Regions from separate parts of the Mus musculus genome. Here all the other regions are linked to region 2. Evidence: chromatin contacts called from public Hi-C and HiChIP or PLAC-seq data. All regions are on one chromosome and are shown on one strand. Each heading gives the region's core, a stretch centred on a gene start, on an enhancer-like site or on the middle of the called end of the contact. The rest is flanking DNA. Distances are from core to core; before and after follow the strand shown.

What was found. A called contact is a pair of places that touch in the nucleus more often than the background predicts. HiChIP or PLAC-seq counts read pairs in DNA pulled down with a chosen protein or histone mark.
Region 1: a contact with region 2 is called in an H3K27ac HiChIP or PLAC-seq map of thymic regulatory T cells, with 6 times the contacts expected there. The contact joins the enhancer-like site here to the promoter of Gspt1 in region 2. A contact is called at or near these places in 10 of 39 promoter capture datasets (the 3T3-L1 cell line, the HPC-7 cell line, cranial neural crest and 4 more), 1 of 484 Hi-C or Micro-C datasets (CD4 T cells) and 2 of 115 datasets of contacts at active chromatin or transcription factors (the SCID.adh cell line and thymic regulatory T cells).
Region 3: an H3K27ac HiChIP or PLAC-seq map of thymic regulatory T cells shows a contact between it and region 2, with 5 times the contacts expected there. The contact joins the promoter of Cpped1 here to the promoter of Gspt1 in region 2. A contact is called at or near these places in 3 of 39 promoter capture datasets (the C10 cell line, hippocampal neurons and pre-B cells), 8 of 484 Hi-C or Micro-C datasets (B cells, CD4 T cells, CD8 T cells and 4 more), 9 of 115 datasets of contacts at active chromatin or transcription factors (the SCID.adh cell line, astrocytes, cardiomyocytes and 6 more) and 2 of 9 other capture datasets (adipose tissue and liver).
Region 4: a contact with region 2 is called in a Hi-C map of uterus, with 4 times the contacts expected there. The contact joins the promoter of Nubp1 here to the promoter of Gspt1 in region 2. A contact is called at or near these places in 1 of 39 promoter capture datasets (pre-B cells), 8 of 484 Hi-C or Micro-C datasets (B cells, CD4 T cells, CD8 T cells and 4 more), 4 of 115 datasets of contacts at active chromatin or transcription factors (embryonic stem cells, regulatory T cells, regulatory T cell precursor and 1 more) and 1 of 9 other capture datasets (adipose tissue).

Annotation. Positions count from the first base shown.
Region 1 is chr16:10,564,911-10,568,034 of GRCm38.p6, forward strand. All of the region lies in intron 3 of Clec16a (C-type lectin domain family 16, member A), which reads left to right. Among named protein-coding and RNA genes, the nearest start is that of Clec16a, 21 kb to the left of the region's middle. Within about 2 kb of position 1,256, at least 35 of the 459 cell types and tissues checked have an H3K27ac peak or open chromatin away from gene starts, as enhancers often do. A contact at or near this core is called in thymic regulatory T cells, where this site is marked.
Region 2 is chr16:11,252,583-11,256,058 of GRCm38.p6, forward strand. Gspt1 (G1 to S phase transition 1) reads right to left here and starts at 1,743. Exons shown (of 15, transcript NM_146066.2): 1 at 1,061-1,743. The coding sequence starts at 1,415. It overlaps LOC115488671, which reads right to left and starts at 1,054. Exons shown (of 2, transcript XM_030249388.1): 1 at 1-1,054. Mir1945 (microRNA 1945) reads right to left here and starts at 1,863; the gene lies at 1,786-1,863.
Region 3 is chr16:11,907,947-11,911,236 of GRCm38.p6, forward strand. Cpped1 (calcineurin-like phosphoesterase domain containing 1) reads right to left here and starts at 1,477. Exons shown (of 4, transcript NM_146067.3): 1 at 1,320-1,477. The coding sequence starts at 1,389. The region is part of intron 2 of Gm9961 (predicted gene 9961); the gene reads left to right.
Region 4 is chr16:10,409,813-10,413,228 of GRCm38.p6, forward strand. It overlaps Nubp1 (nucleotide binding protein 1), which reads left to right and starts at 2,126. Exons shown (of 11, transcript NM_011955.2): 1 at 2,126-2,183; 2 at 2,258-2,362. The coding sequence starts at 2,165.

The DNA of each region.
Region 1 (3,124 bases), core at 6-2,505, 690 kb before region 2:
GGGGCACTAATTCTGTCAGGGGTGGAGCCTGACCCTGCAAACTCATTTAATCGTAATTACCCTGTCATCACATGTAGTCACACTGGAAACGACATGTGCAGCTTTTGACTATGTTGAGGGTAGTTCAGTGTGGTAGGGTTCCATGAAGGACTCCTGCTGATTGACTTGCCATCCCCTCAGCATGGTTCAATTTCAAAGATCTAATGACTGAGGAGTACATAGGCCAGCACTTCTAAGAGCAATGGAGAAGGCAGAGAGGTCTTAGGGGTGCCTCTGCTTCAGTTTTGTTGCCCAGCAAGCAAGAATTTAACTCAGTTCAACCCTCAGCCCCATTTATTCTTCTGAGAGGCAGGGGCTACGGAGGCTCTTGTTATAACTCCAAGAAAGTTTGAGTCATGGACCCAAAGTAACCAGTACAGCACATTCAGAGTAGAGGAGAGATTTTAGCACAGGAGAATACACTCAGTGGTCCTCAGTGTGGTGCTGGCATTTTCTGGAGCTGCTCTTAGTTGTCATAGTCCATCCGAGTAGAGGGAGGCTGCAATCCCCAGGGCAGACCTTCAGCAGAGCATTACCAGACCCTTATCTATGCTGGGACTGAGCCAGCCTAATTTCATTCTGTGCTAGTTACTTACTCCAAATGCAGCACAGTGCAGGTCCTGCTCTTGAAAGCAAGAGAAAAAACGGTGGAGCGCCCAGAGCAAAGGCAGGTACTGACTTCTTGGGGCAAATCAAGTTGCTGGGTGGTGGTGACCTTAGCAGTGGCCACTAGGTGGTGCTGTAGCCACAGAGCCCTCCTCCTCCTCCCCCTGACCACAGATGGTGCTAATTCACATCTCCCTGTGTGGTTTCCCTTGTTATCAGCTTCTGTTTCGCTGGATCTGGAATAAGTGTGGTTTCTGAGCTCAGAGGGGAAGATCCAGCTCTGAGGTGCAGGCTCAGGAATGTTCTGAGGCCATTGGGACAATTCCAAAGTCTTGACCTTTAATATGGGGTCTTTGGAGTTTTATCTTGGTGACCCTTTTGAAATCCATTTAGGGCTAGGATTAACAGTACGTCCTTTGAAAGTTTTAGCTTCTTGGTGAAGTACCTTGAAGATCTGATGTAAATCCTTTGAGGTGGCCTCTGCTGTGCAGCTGACATGTACATCACCTTTCAGAACTTCCTGTCTGAGGATTTCAGACCTCTAGGTCGGAGCCATTAGCTGTCATCACGGGTCACCAATCTGTAATGGAGAACTTAGCTGCCTCACAGGGCTCTTGTGACCTTTATTCCAGTCTCCCCACTTCTCCAGACATGGCTCCTGATGACCCTCTCTGCCCTCTGCATTGGTGCTATTTCAGATTCGATACAAAAGTGATCCGACATGTGCATGGCTCTAAAAGGAAGTGGGAGCAGTGTGGGAGCTGCCTGCAAAGCCCAGCAGACACACACCTTTGGCTTTCAGGACAGTTTATTAAAAGTAGCTTTTGAGGCAGTGTTCTCTTTGTAGTGTAGTTTGGCCTCAAACTCTCAGTCTTCCTGCCTCAGCTTCCAAAGTGCTGGGATTAAAGGCATGGGCCACAACACCCAGCTCTGCTTCAGTCTCTGAGTGCCACCATCACAGTATATGTATGCCATATGCCCTGCTGCTTTTATTTTTACTTTTTAGTTTTAGTGGGGGAGTCATTGTAAAACAGCATAACATAGTCACAGAAGTGCAGTCAGGTGCCTGTAGCCTCCCACCCTGCACCCAGCCATGCAGGCCGTCCTACTCACTCTGCTGTTCCTGCATGTGACTCGCCCTGATCTATATTGTTATTAAATGAACCTGACTGTGGGCATCTAGGTGCTTTCCAGGTTCTCACTATTACGCTATTACAGGGAGGCATTGCACAGATGCTACTGTTGCCTCTTTGTTTGGTGACCTAAGTAACAGAGGCCCAAGAGACTGAGATTACTTACTGACTCCCAGGTTTATTATAACAGAATACCACAGAATGTCAGCCACAGTGAGGGGGTAGTAGAAAAATCCCAGCCACACAGTGGGCCCCTTTACTGATCCCTAACCCCCCACAGAACCTTGTAGAGGACTTAAAAAAGCCCCTGTGAGGAGCAGATGAACCTTGTGGCTGTCTCAGGTGTAGAATGTAGCCAGACTTTCTTCACACACCTTAAGCTGCTAGCTTTTGTGCCATTTGTGGCCCAGAAGCAACTGGCCTATAAATACAGAACTTACTGAGATGTCCTAATTTCCTCCTCCTGTTCCCATTGCCAGATCACAAGTGTTCCAGTTGTCAGAAGCACCTAAGTATTATGTTACATGGTAAATCACAGGTGGATAAGTAAGTTGGGGACAGTTTTAACAGCAAAGAGGGGGAGGTAGTGTGGCTATGACAACATTCAGACGCAGTGATGAGAGAGACCAGACACTGACAGCCTCATCCTGTTTCTATGACAACACTCAGATGCAGTGATGAGTGCGAGGCCAGACACTGATACCCTCATCCTGTCTGGCTCCTCTGTGTAAGGTTCACAAGCAGGTGCACAAGTCTATAGAGATGGGGTTGGAGTGGTTCCCTGCCTTGAGAGAAGATGCTGACAGGGCAGGGGTATGAACAAGCTTCCGAAGGAACTGCAGATACACCGGGCCTTAACTGAGTGGGGCCTGCACAGCATACATCTGTATCTATGTCCCATAAGCAGACACCTGAGGCTCACATGCTTGAGTGTTAAATGTGTGTGTGCAGGAGCTTGAGGTTCTATACAGTGCCATTTCCACATATAGCAAGCTTACCTGGAGCACTTGTGACCATGACTTACTTAACAATGTATTCAAGATTTTTAGGGCCCCACCCACTCTCCTGGCCTCTCTTGGAGCTGGCCCCAAGAGCTGCCTCAGGTATCAGAGACACGAGGGCAGTCTGGCTGCATTATCTTTCACCATGATGATCTCTAGGGTTGGTTTAGCTGATCTTGCTGGCTAGGTTCGTTCACTATCTTGGGTGTATTCCTTCATAAGGTATATGCTCTGTTGACATTGCCAACCTCCCCGACAGAGGTCAGAGGTGTGAGTAGTGCTGTTCCCCTTAGAACCAGGTTAGTGTTGGGTAGTTAGGACCTGAGGTGGTTAACCTGATGCTAG
Region 2 (3,476 bases), core at 493-2,992:
TACTCAAAAAAGCATCGTCATGGGTGGGGGAGCGTGTGGGGGACTTTTGGGATAGCATTGGAAATGTAAATGAAATAAATACCTAATTTAAAAAAAAAGCATCAGCATGAAGGCAATACTTAAGTTCACTCAACAGCATTGCTACAAAATCTGTACCTGAAAGCAGGCTACCAAACATACAGCCCGTTTGTAAAAAGGTGTTTAAAGACTGCAGTTTGAAACGACAGAAAGTGTATTTAGTAGCTACTTTATGTGACAAATATTAAGTTATCAGAAGTATTTAAGTAACAGACTAGACTAATACACGAACGCAAACTAAGCTTTTATAAGCAACCCTTATAAGGGCCATACTTTTAAAACAATTAAAAGTCTACACGCCATTCAGAAAAAGTCTTAAATCCCGCTTAAAACCGCACATAAATCAATGAGGTTTACTACCACATGTTAGTACTGAGGAATCCTTGTGACATTTAAAAAACTTTTCAAGTATTCAAAATGTTAAGGGTGAAAAAAGGTCTTTGTATTGACAGCCAACAGTTTCTGGCGGATCACAAGCCTGCAATGCATCTTGGGATTCCTTCAGGTCGCTTTAGTGCCACCGATACTTAAAACGCAATTACAGTTCCAAACGTAGAAACTACAGTAGGAGCAGCTCTCTGGGCCAGCGAAGAGACAAGTCCTGTCCCCCAAACCCTAGACTTTCACACCCTCCTCCTGCCGGACTTCAAGCCCTATCAGTCCCCACTTCTGGGCCTCGTGGCACTGACTGGCCCAGGGCTGGCAGGGTCCCATACAGTTCCTATGCCTAGGGGTGAACCGCGTGCGGCCTTCCGCGGCGGGGCAATCGCCCCCGGGTCCCCTGGTCTCTGCTCCTCCTGGCCCAGGCGCCCCAAGCCAAGCAGCTCCCAGACTGGAGGCGCCCCACCCAGACCAGCCGGCGCCGCTGTCAGCGCCCCACGTGCGGGCCGGCCGGCCTCCCGTCCTCTCCACCCAGCCCACCGCGGAACTCCGGCCCCAGGCCGCCGCCCGTGCCTTGGGGATATCCAGCCCGGCAACTTACCCGAAGGGCCTCCCGCGCCGCTGCCTGCTCCGTGGTCGCCTCCGGCTGCGCCAGCTGGGGATAGCGGCGGCTGGGCCGGACCCCGCAGGAAGGACGGCACGAATTCAGCGGCGTGGACGTTGGGGACGAAAGGCTTGGCGTTGACGTTGAGTTGCCGGCTGAAAGCCGCGCTGAGGTTCTCACGCTGGGCCTCGGCCACCGCGGCCATGGAGCCGCTGCCGCTCCCGCCGCCGCCGCAAGGCCCGGGCCCGGGGGCCTCCATATCCGTCTGGTCCCAGCAGTCGGGCGCAGAGTCGCTGCTGCTGCTGCTCCCGCCGCCGCCGCCACCGCCGCCACCGCCGCTGCTAGGATCCATGATCGGGGGGGCCGTGTGTGTGGTGAAGAGAGGGCGGGAAATGGAGGCGGGGGCGGCCGACCGGGGAGGAGCAGGCCGCGCTGACCCGGGGAGGACGGCAAGACTGGGGAGCTGACAGTCAATGACTCACTCGCCGGCGTCCTGGGCAGCAGCTACAGTCCAGACAGTACACTCGAGACCAGGTCGACAGCGGCTCAACCCTCCTCGTGTGTGCGAAAGGATCTCCTCCCACCCAACCCCAACTACCGCCGCCGGCCTCACCGCCAACCCCACGTTTGGAGAGAATTGACCTCTCGCTACCACCCGTACCTTCGCCTCGGTAGTTCCCGTCTGTGTCCGCCCGCGTTTCCGCCTACGAAGCGCGGCCGATAGCTAAACTACAAGTCCCGACAGTACCCGCGAAGACCCGGTGCGGTTTTCTCGGGGGCTGACGGGAGTCGGAGTTCAGCGCTCAAGCGTCACCGGAAGCGGCTGGAACTCCCGGCAGGCAGCGCGAGGAGGCAGAAGTCTGGTGGCCCATCTGTCGCAGGGTGGGGGTAGGGGTAGGCTCTACTCGGCTAGGGCAAGACGGTGGGCCGAGCCCTTCCGCACGAGGCGACGATCCACCCTAGCCTGTGAGAACACCCGGTCCGCAGGCCTAACCTAGAGGAATTTTTTTTTCTTCTCCCTTTTCGGCGCCTTTTCTGTCTCCCAGTCTATATACCTTATTCTCTTTCTCTCCACCCGCAGCCAGAGTTTGCCCTACATTTCAAAGCCGGCGGGAGGCGTCTTTCCTTTTATGTATTCATTTTTGGAAGAGGCAGTAAAACCATGAGATGTTACAGCTGAAACTGCGTGTGGCTCATAAAGGTCCAAGGATGTCCGGCAAAAGGATCCTTAACTGGAAAATTTCAGTGACTCATGTTATGTTTGACTAGTCATTAAAAGCCCGCACCTAAAATGTTTTTTCGTCCTTTCATCCTCCCTGCCAGGAGATTTACAAATTAATCGGGATTGCCATATTTTTTAGTGTACCCAGCGGTACCTAATAGTGGCTATTTTGGTGCTTCCAGTTCCTTAGCTGCCATTAGGTAAAGTGCTGTTCTTTTGAAAGGCCGCATCTGTCAGCTATTCTTACAGTCCTTTAATAATGAGGGCATCTCACACTTTCAAGTTGCATTTTAGTAATTGTGGGGTAAGTGACAAGCAAGAAAAAATAAAATTCACCTTTATTTTTTACTGCACGAAGTAGGAATACCTGTTCTAAATACCTGTTAAATGCTCCTGTAATTCACCCATGGAGACCAAGACAAAGAAAAGTATACTCTTAATTTTACTTGCTCTGAAAAGAGTCTAGACAGAATGCAACTAACCTACTTGGAAATTACAGAGTAACATATTCAAAATGTTCAAACAACGAGTTTTTTTTTTTTTTAAATCTGGATCTAAGATATCTAAATTGGAATGCTGACTTTAAACATTTGTATAATAAAAAGTGAGAATTTGGCCTAACGAGAGAGGTAATAGACAAAGTTGTCAATAATTTTTTGTTTGTTTTGTTTTTGTTTTGTTGGGTTTTTTGGTTTTTCGAGACAGGGTTTCTCTGTATAGCCATGGCTGTCCTGGAACTCACTCTGTAGACCAGGTTGGCCTCGAACTCAGAAATCCACCTGCCTCTGCCTTCCAAGTGCTGGGATTAAAGGCCAGCACCACCAATGCCCGGCTTTGTCAATTACTTTTTAAAGCAAGGCTTCAAACTAGCTCTTTTTTTCTTCTTTTTGTGGTTGGTTAGTTAGGTTTTGGTCGGTTGGTTGGCTGGTTGGTTGGTTGGTTAAGCAGAGACAAATGAAGCCCAGGCTGGCCCTGAACTCCAGTCCTTTTATCTTACTTTCCAAGTGCTGGAACTCTCTGCCTGTCTACCACCAAGCTCAGCTTGAACTGGTTTTTTGTAAATGACTTTTTTTTTCTTGCATGTGTTTTAAGATGTCCTCTTTGTGTGATCCAGACTGACTTGGACTCAAGATCATCTAGTTGAAACTGCTGGAACCTGTACAGCACCACAGTTTTCATCTTTAAATCTGT
Region 3 (3,290 bases), core at 227-2,726, 660 kb after region 2:
GGGAGCTTCTGGTTGGCTGAGTGTCTTCTTGCCCAGCTCTCCTGCCAATCTAAGGATCAGGACAAAGAGTTCATTCCTGCAAGCAGTCGCTCCTAGAGCACTGTGGCAAAGAGAAATCTGGAGAAGCAAAGACAAGAAAGACACCAAGTTGGTAAAACTCAGCACATCCATTAACAAAACATACAGCACGAATGCGCAATCAATGGGATACTGTTCAGAAGGAAGGAAGGAAGGAGAACTACTTAGAATAGGAGGCATCTCAAAAACATGTAGGCTGGGAAAACAAACAAACAAAAACCTAAGACACATTAAAATCTGTAGAAAATGGCAACACTGCAGACTGGACTTTCCCCAGTCCACCATCAGTGGATTTTTGGCTGTGCGCACCTGTGCAGAACCTTGAACTGCAAGGAGGGGAAAAGAAACAAAGGCCTAGCAGAGAACTGTAGGATTGATCTTCTTTGGCTAGCTAGGCAGAGGTAAGTCTGAGGAAATGAACCTGAAAATAGGATGTGAAGGCTGAGAAGGTGCCAGACTTCCAAGTCCCACCAGGTGAGCAGAGGAGAGCAGGTGCCAAGGCCCTCCGGGTTTGGAACGGGCCTGATTCTTTTTTCAGAGCAGTTCAGGCAAATTAGAGGCTGGATAACAAGGCGAGCGTTCCTGTGATTCTAAGCCAAGTGCCAGAGAAGAATCAACCCCAAAGATCCAAAGGAAACACAGGGAAACAGGAACCAATCCGGTATCCTCTGAGTTGCTGGGGCCTATCATTTGCTTAACACCCAGCATGTGTTCCACACCCAAGGTTACAGAAATAGTCTGATGTGTTAACAACGCTCCCTTTGAGGCAAGACTGGGTCAGATTATCTAAGCCCAACTTCCAAGAACGCTACCTGGACCAGAATGCCTTCCCTTTCTACGGTTACAGTAAGCAACTGGATATAAAAACACTCTCACTACAATTGACAGCCCCTGACACACACAGCGCTTGTCAGCTGCCCCGCAGAAGCTTGCCAAGGAAGAGAGAAGACAGGCCCCGTAGCAGAGCCCAAGCAGTCATTCACTTCTCTGCCACCTCCGCCCCGCTTCTGTTTAGTTTGTTTGCTTTATTTTTTAAGTTTGTGGTTTGCAAGGTCAAGTCAAGGCCAGCGAAGCACCCAACACTGCGAGGGAGGAACAACTCCGACAACGGTCCCCGGTGCTGTGTGCAACCCACGAAGGGATCCGGATAGAAGTGAGCGCCCGCGACCGGAAGGTTCCCCTCGCGGAAGGTTCTGCAGCTCTGGAGTGCCCCCCTTCCCAGGCGAAGAGCCAAGCAGTACCTGAGGAAAACGCGTCCAGGGTCCTGCCCCGGGCTCTGTGGAAAACATCCGCCGCCTCCATAGCGGACATGGCGAGCGACTGGCCTTGCCTGGGCACGTTCTGTGAGAGGAGGGAGCGACTCCACACCACCCGGCAGCCCCGCCTGGAACAGCTTCTGGAACCTGCCCTCCAGGAGGGCCGGGCGGGGCGGGGCCGCTCTGGGTGCTGCTAGTACTGCCTGGGCAGAACACGGAGATTGCCACCCCTAGTGGGATCCTCCCGGGGTCAGGATCCAACTTTCACTGGAACAGACTGGGGGTTGAGGCTTTGAGGCCTGGAGTTGTCTTATGTAACACGCATCGGGCCGCTTCATAATTTGGGATTTCAGGTTAACAAGAATAGGAAAAAACAAAACAAAAACAAACAAACAAAAAAACCCAACAAAACCCACGTTTAGCTTAAATATATCTCATGCAGTATTTGGGAGATACTTAAGCAGTTATTTTTAAAATATTGTTTATCTGAAATTCCATTTCAATTTGATGTCCTAAGTTTTATGTTGCAACCCTTCCAAACTGCCCACCATAATCTCAAGAGTCTTTAAGGCATCTTGACTGCCTGGACATTGCCACTGTCATTCTGTCACTGTTGTTGCTGGGTAACAGGCATTGCCCGAAGTACTTTGTGTTTTGCTTGTTACCTCATTGACTGCACTTGTCAGATGGGGAAACTGACACTCAGAGAGAGACACAACTCCTGAAAGCTAAGAGCTGCAGGTGAGCAAGACAAAATCTATCCAACTCAAAAGCCGTTACACTGGACTACAACCCTCACACTTGGTAGCAATCCAGATTTCGAGGTGGAAAATGTTAAATTCAGATCTCCAAAAAGAGGATACATTTATTAAGCACTACAGGGGAATTCCTAGGATCTGCCAAGTTGCTAAATTTTCTTCTCAACAAGTGTAAGCCTGAAATGTTCGTATGGTTAACAGAGCTAGGATGATGTCCCATGACCTTGAACTAGAGTCAGATATAAGTCCTAGCAATTTAGGACAGAAATACAAATGAGCTTGTGTCTCAGCTACTTGGGTTTATCCTAATACTACCACTTACTTTAGGTATGATCTTAAAAATTAGTTGCTCTGCACCTCAGTTTTCCTACCTGTCAAATGAGAACAATAACAATACCTAGGGTTATTGGGTTGGTGAGAAAGTTAGATGATGTTGTAATTTGCACATAAGATGTCTCCCGTAGGCTCATGTTGGAAGTTGTCCCCAGCTAGTTGTGAACGAAAGAAAAAGAAATAAAAAGGAAGGGAAAGGATATGAATTCCCCCTAGGTGTGGTGGAGGAGAAAGCTTATCTGTGGGAGAGTGTAGCCAAAAGCTGAGACATCTGTGAAAATCTAATACTGGGCAAGGGGAAGGGGTAAGGAGAAGGAGGGAAGAAAAGAACCAGGTGCAGCAGCCAGGAGGCCAAAGGTACAAAAAGGCTGGGTAACAAAATGTCTGGACTATATAGGGAAGAGCCCCTGGGGGGGGGGGGAAGGGCAGCCCAGCCTCTGGGCTGGAGTGTTCAGGGTAAAGGGTGGGATATGCCAGCCATACCCTATATCAGGTAGGAACTGAGGCTGCTGGAAGAACCTGGAGGCCAGGTCCACTTTGATGTGCTAAACTGGCACCTCACCCATGTCCTGGGTTTAAAACTTAACAAATGGCAGTGGTTTGGGAGGTTCAGAGAACTTTAGAAGGTGATTCCAGGTTAAAGAATAAAGGTCTTTGGAAGGCGTGTCTTGGAGATAATCTTGTTCCTAAACACTTCCTGTGACAGTGTGCCGCTTGCCCTTCTTGAGGTGAGAAGCTCCTGTGCCATACATCTTTGTGATGTTTGGCTAAGTTCCTGTGCAAGCATCTGCAACATAAAAACCTTTCTCTGATCCGTTTCTGCCATAGTCGTGAACAAAGTAACAAGAGTTGATGGATTTGTATG
Region 4 (3,416 bases), core at 876-3,375, 840 kb before region 2:
CCTCTCTCCCTTTTCCTCTTCCTCTCTCCAACCCTGCTCAGATATGACCTTTCATGTCTCCCTCCCCATTAATCTTTTGCATGAGGTCTGTTGTATATTTTGATTCTTGCAACATTGCAAGAATTCTTGGCCCCACTCACCAGCACTCACTGCAAAACCCTTTCAGGTCTGTTATCCCACAATGCCTCCTACTAATGTCAGAGTCTACACTCAGTCTCACCAACATGATTGCCTACACAAGAGCTGAATAAGGTCGATGCCAGTACACATGTCAAAGTGGACAGAGGCAGCCTCGACCTCACCCAAAGAACTATAGCATTCTACAGGAATGCTGAGACTGGAAGAATAGTCCTCCCCATGGAAGAGCACACCAACGGAATGGTCACCTTTAAAAATAGATATACAAGTATCTTTTATACAGAGTGAACAGATTGTATGTGTGTATGTGTGTGTGTATGTTTTTAAATGTAATATGTAGCATATGTAATAATGTTGTGGGGTATTCATCAGAGATGACTGTTCAGACATGGGTTTAAGCTAATGGGAAGATTTTGCTATTCAGTATCCCAGTGGAGCACTGAGCCTTTCTTGGAATAAACTTTTAGGCACAAAAACCATGTTCTGGGTTAACCTACTTCAGTAACAAGAACAGATAGCCAGAATCAGCTCTACAGAAGCAAAAAAGAGAGGTTAGTACAGTTAGAGACTTTCCCAGAGTCATGGACTTTGGTGGATTAGGTCTTTGTTTTCATTTTGGCAGGTGCTGCTGTCTATGTGCTGAGTGTTACAGCCTGAATGGCACTTCCATCATGGAGTCAGTTGTGCTAAGGTCTGGGGCCCTGTCACAATAACAATGAAAAAAAAAAAGTCCATGAATTTGATAAACAGCAAGGAGAGGTGGTAAGGTTTGGGGGAAGGAAAATGAAGGGAGAAATGATGTAATTATAATCTCAAAAATAAATGAAAAATATTTAGAATCGTTCAATGAAAACAGTAACAACCACCACCATCTTGTGCCAAAGTTGCATGCAGCCAAGCTCCCATGGCTGTGACCATGGACAGGATGTCTTCATGGAGTCTAAACACTGCTCCACAGACACAGACAGGCCATTTGTCTAAACACTCACAGACACATACAGGAGAAATGGTAGCAGCAAGGACAGTGGGGACCTGCAGAAGTGAGAGAAAGCTAGGGAAAGCTCCCAGTGGGGGCACAGGAGTGGGTTTGAAGAGGTTTCACTGAACAGATCTGAGGGGAAGCAACAAAACACAAAACAAAGTATTTTTCTAAATAGCACAGCAATTTTAAGAGGGCGGGGGTGTCAGCCCAGGAATGCTGGTGGTGCACATTGTAATCCCAGCAACTGAAAGACGGAGGCAGGAGGATCAAATGAGAACTTACACTGCTGGCGATTGAATTTATGGCTTTTCACTTGCTGGACAGGTACTCTACCACTGAGCTACACCCCTTTATAAAGTCTCCCCTCTTAGCCAAACATGGCAAGAAAATCATTAATTCAAGATCAGCTTGAGCAGAAGAGAGGAGAGGAGAACAGAGAAGAAATAGAGAGGGACGGACAAAGTGTTTTGTTGGATCTGTATTGTTTCAGTGCTGGGGACTAAATATAGGACCTCATGCATGATAGATCAAGCACTCTACCAATTGAGCCACAATCCCAGCCTGTAACAGAATCTAGGGTAGGGCAGATTATTTGAAACTGAGTAAATATTGACATTGATTGTACTTTTATTAGTAGTACTGCATCAACACTGAGGCCACGGAGAATAACGTTCGTTGGCGACAAAAACCATACTTAAAAAAACAAAACAACAACAAAAACAAAAACAGAATCAAAAACCTGCATTATGTGTAAGAGTCCATCCTCGCTTTCCCTATGAGTTCTGGGATTTGGATACAGGCTGGCTCAACAGAATCTTTAATCGTTAGAGCCACTTCATTTGCTCAGGTATCATATATTTCTGAGTCTCGCCCTGTTTTAGCGGGAAGAGGCATAGGAATCCCACCCACTGCACACACGGTTTTGCGCGTGCGCAGTCCTGGTCTGGCGAGACAGTTCCCGCGGCCGGGGGGTCAGATTGGACCTGCGAGGCGGAAACACGCCCCTGAGGTTCCGGCGAGCGCAGCCCGGGCAAGAGCGGCAGCATGGAGGAGGCGCCCCACGGTGAGCTATCGCAGGACGTGTGGGTGGTCCCGCTGGGACCGAACCACTCTGACTGTGCCTTCGTCTTCCCGCAGGCTGCCCCGGGGCCGACAGCGCCCAGGCCGGCCGAGGAGCCTCGTGCCAGGGATGCCCCAACCAGAGGCTGTGCGCATCCGGAGCCGGCGCTGCTCCGGATCCCGGTGAGGAAGCGGCGGGCAGATCAGGAAGTGGAAGGGGCGGGACTTGAGGGTGAATGGCAGCGGCTAGTGGGCAGTATTCTAATTGGTTGGGGGGAGGGCGTAGAAGGCGGAGCTTGAGCGAGAGGGAGGTTTTAAAAATCAAATAGCGGAAAAACAGTGATGGAAATGGAGGTTTAGTCTGATCTGCGGTAGACAGGGAACCGAAGGGGGCATTAAAATAAGCTTGGCGGCACAGGCTTGTTCCCCCGGAACTTGAGGGGCAGAAGCAGGAGGATGGCTACAAGTTAAAAGCCAGCCTGGACTACAGGATGAGACCCTGTATGAGTGAATGAATGAATCAGTGAATGAATGAATGAATGAACGAACGAACATTAGGTCGAGTGTGTTGGCACATGTTTGTAATCTCAGCATTTAAGAGGCTAACCCCGGGCTTAGATGAGACCCTGTCTTTATTAAAAAAAAAAAAAAAATCAGTAAATAGGACCTCAAAGAAGGATAGAATAGATAAAAGTGATGTCGGGCAGGTACAGGGCTTAAGTAATAACCGCTACCTCAGTATCCACAAGGCCAAGCACAGAGAGGAGAATGGAAAAATACTGAGATCTTTCAGGCCTGAGTCCTGGCACATGTCCATCACAGGTCACAGAGGCTCTGCTCTCTCTGTGGCAGAGAGAAGGACCCTCCTGTTAAGGAGTCTATCTTTCAGCAGACATGAATGTTCATTATCTCAGTGGAGAGACAGATGGGGGACTGAGAGCAAAGTGGGGAGGAAGCAGGAGCAGGCACGTTAAACTCACCAGGGATCAGCACTGTGAGGGGCCATCTCCAGGGCGAGGAGGACTGAAAGCCTAGCTGGAAGGAAGGCTTTTCAGAGAGAGGCTGGGTTTGGTTGTTGAGTCTCCTGAAAACTGATCTTGAGCAAGAATGCCCTCATGGTGAAGACCAGTCTCCCCACAGTGTAGTCTGTAAAGATTTGAAACAAGACGTGACATTGGAAACCCAGTACGTTGCTGGGATGGTTGCTTCTGAGAGCCTGTGAGTTTCCCATCTGCAG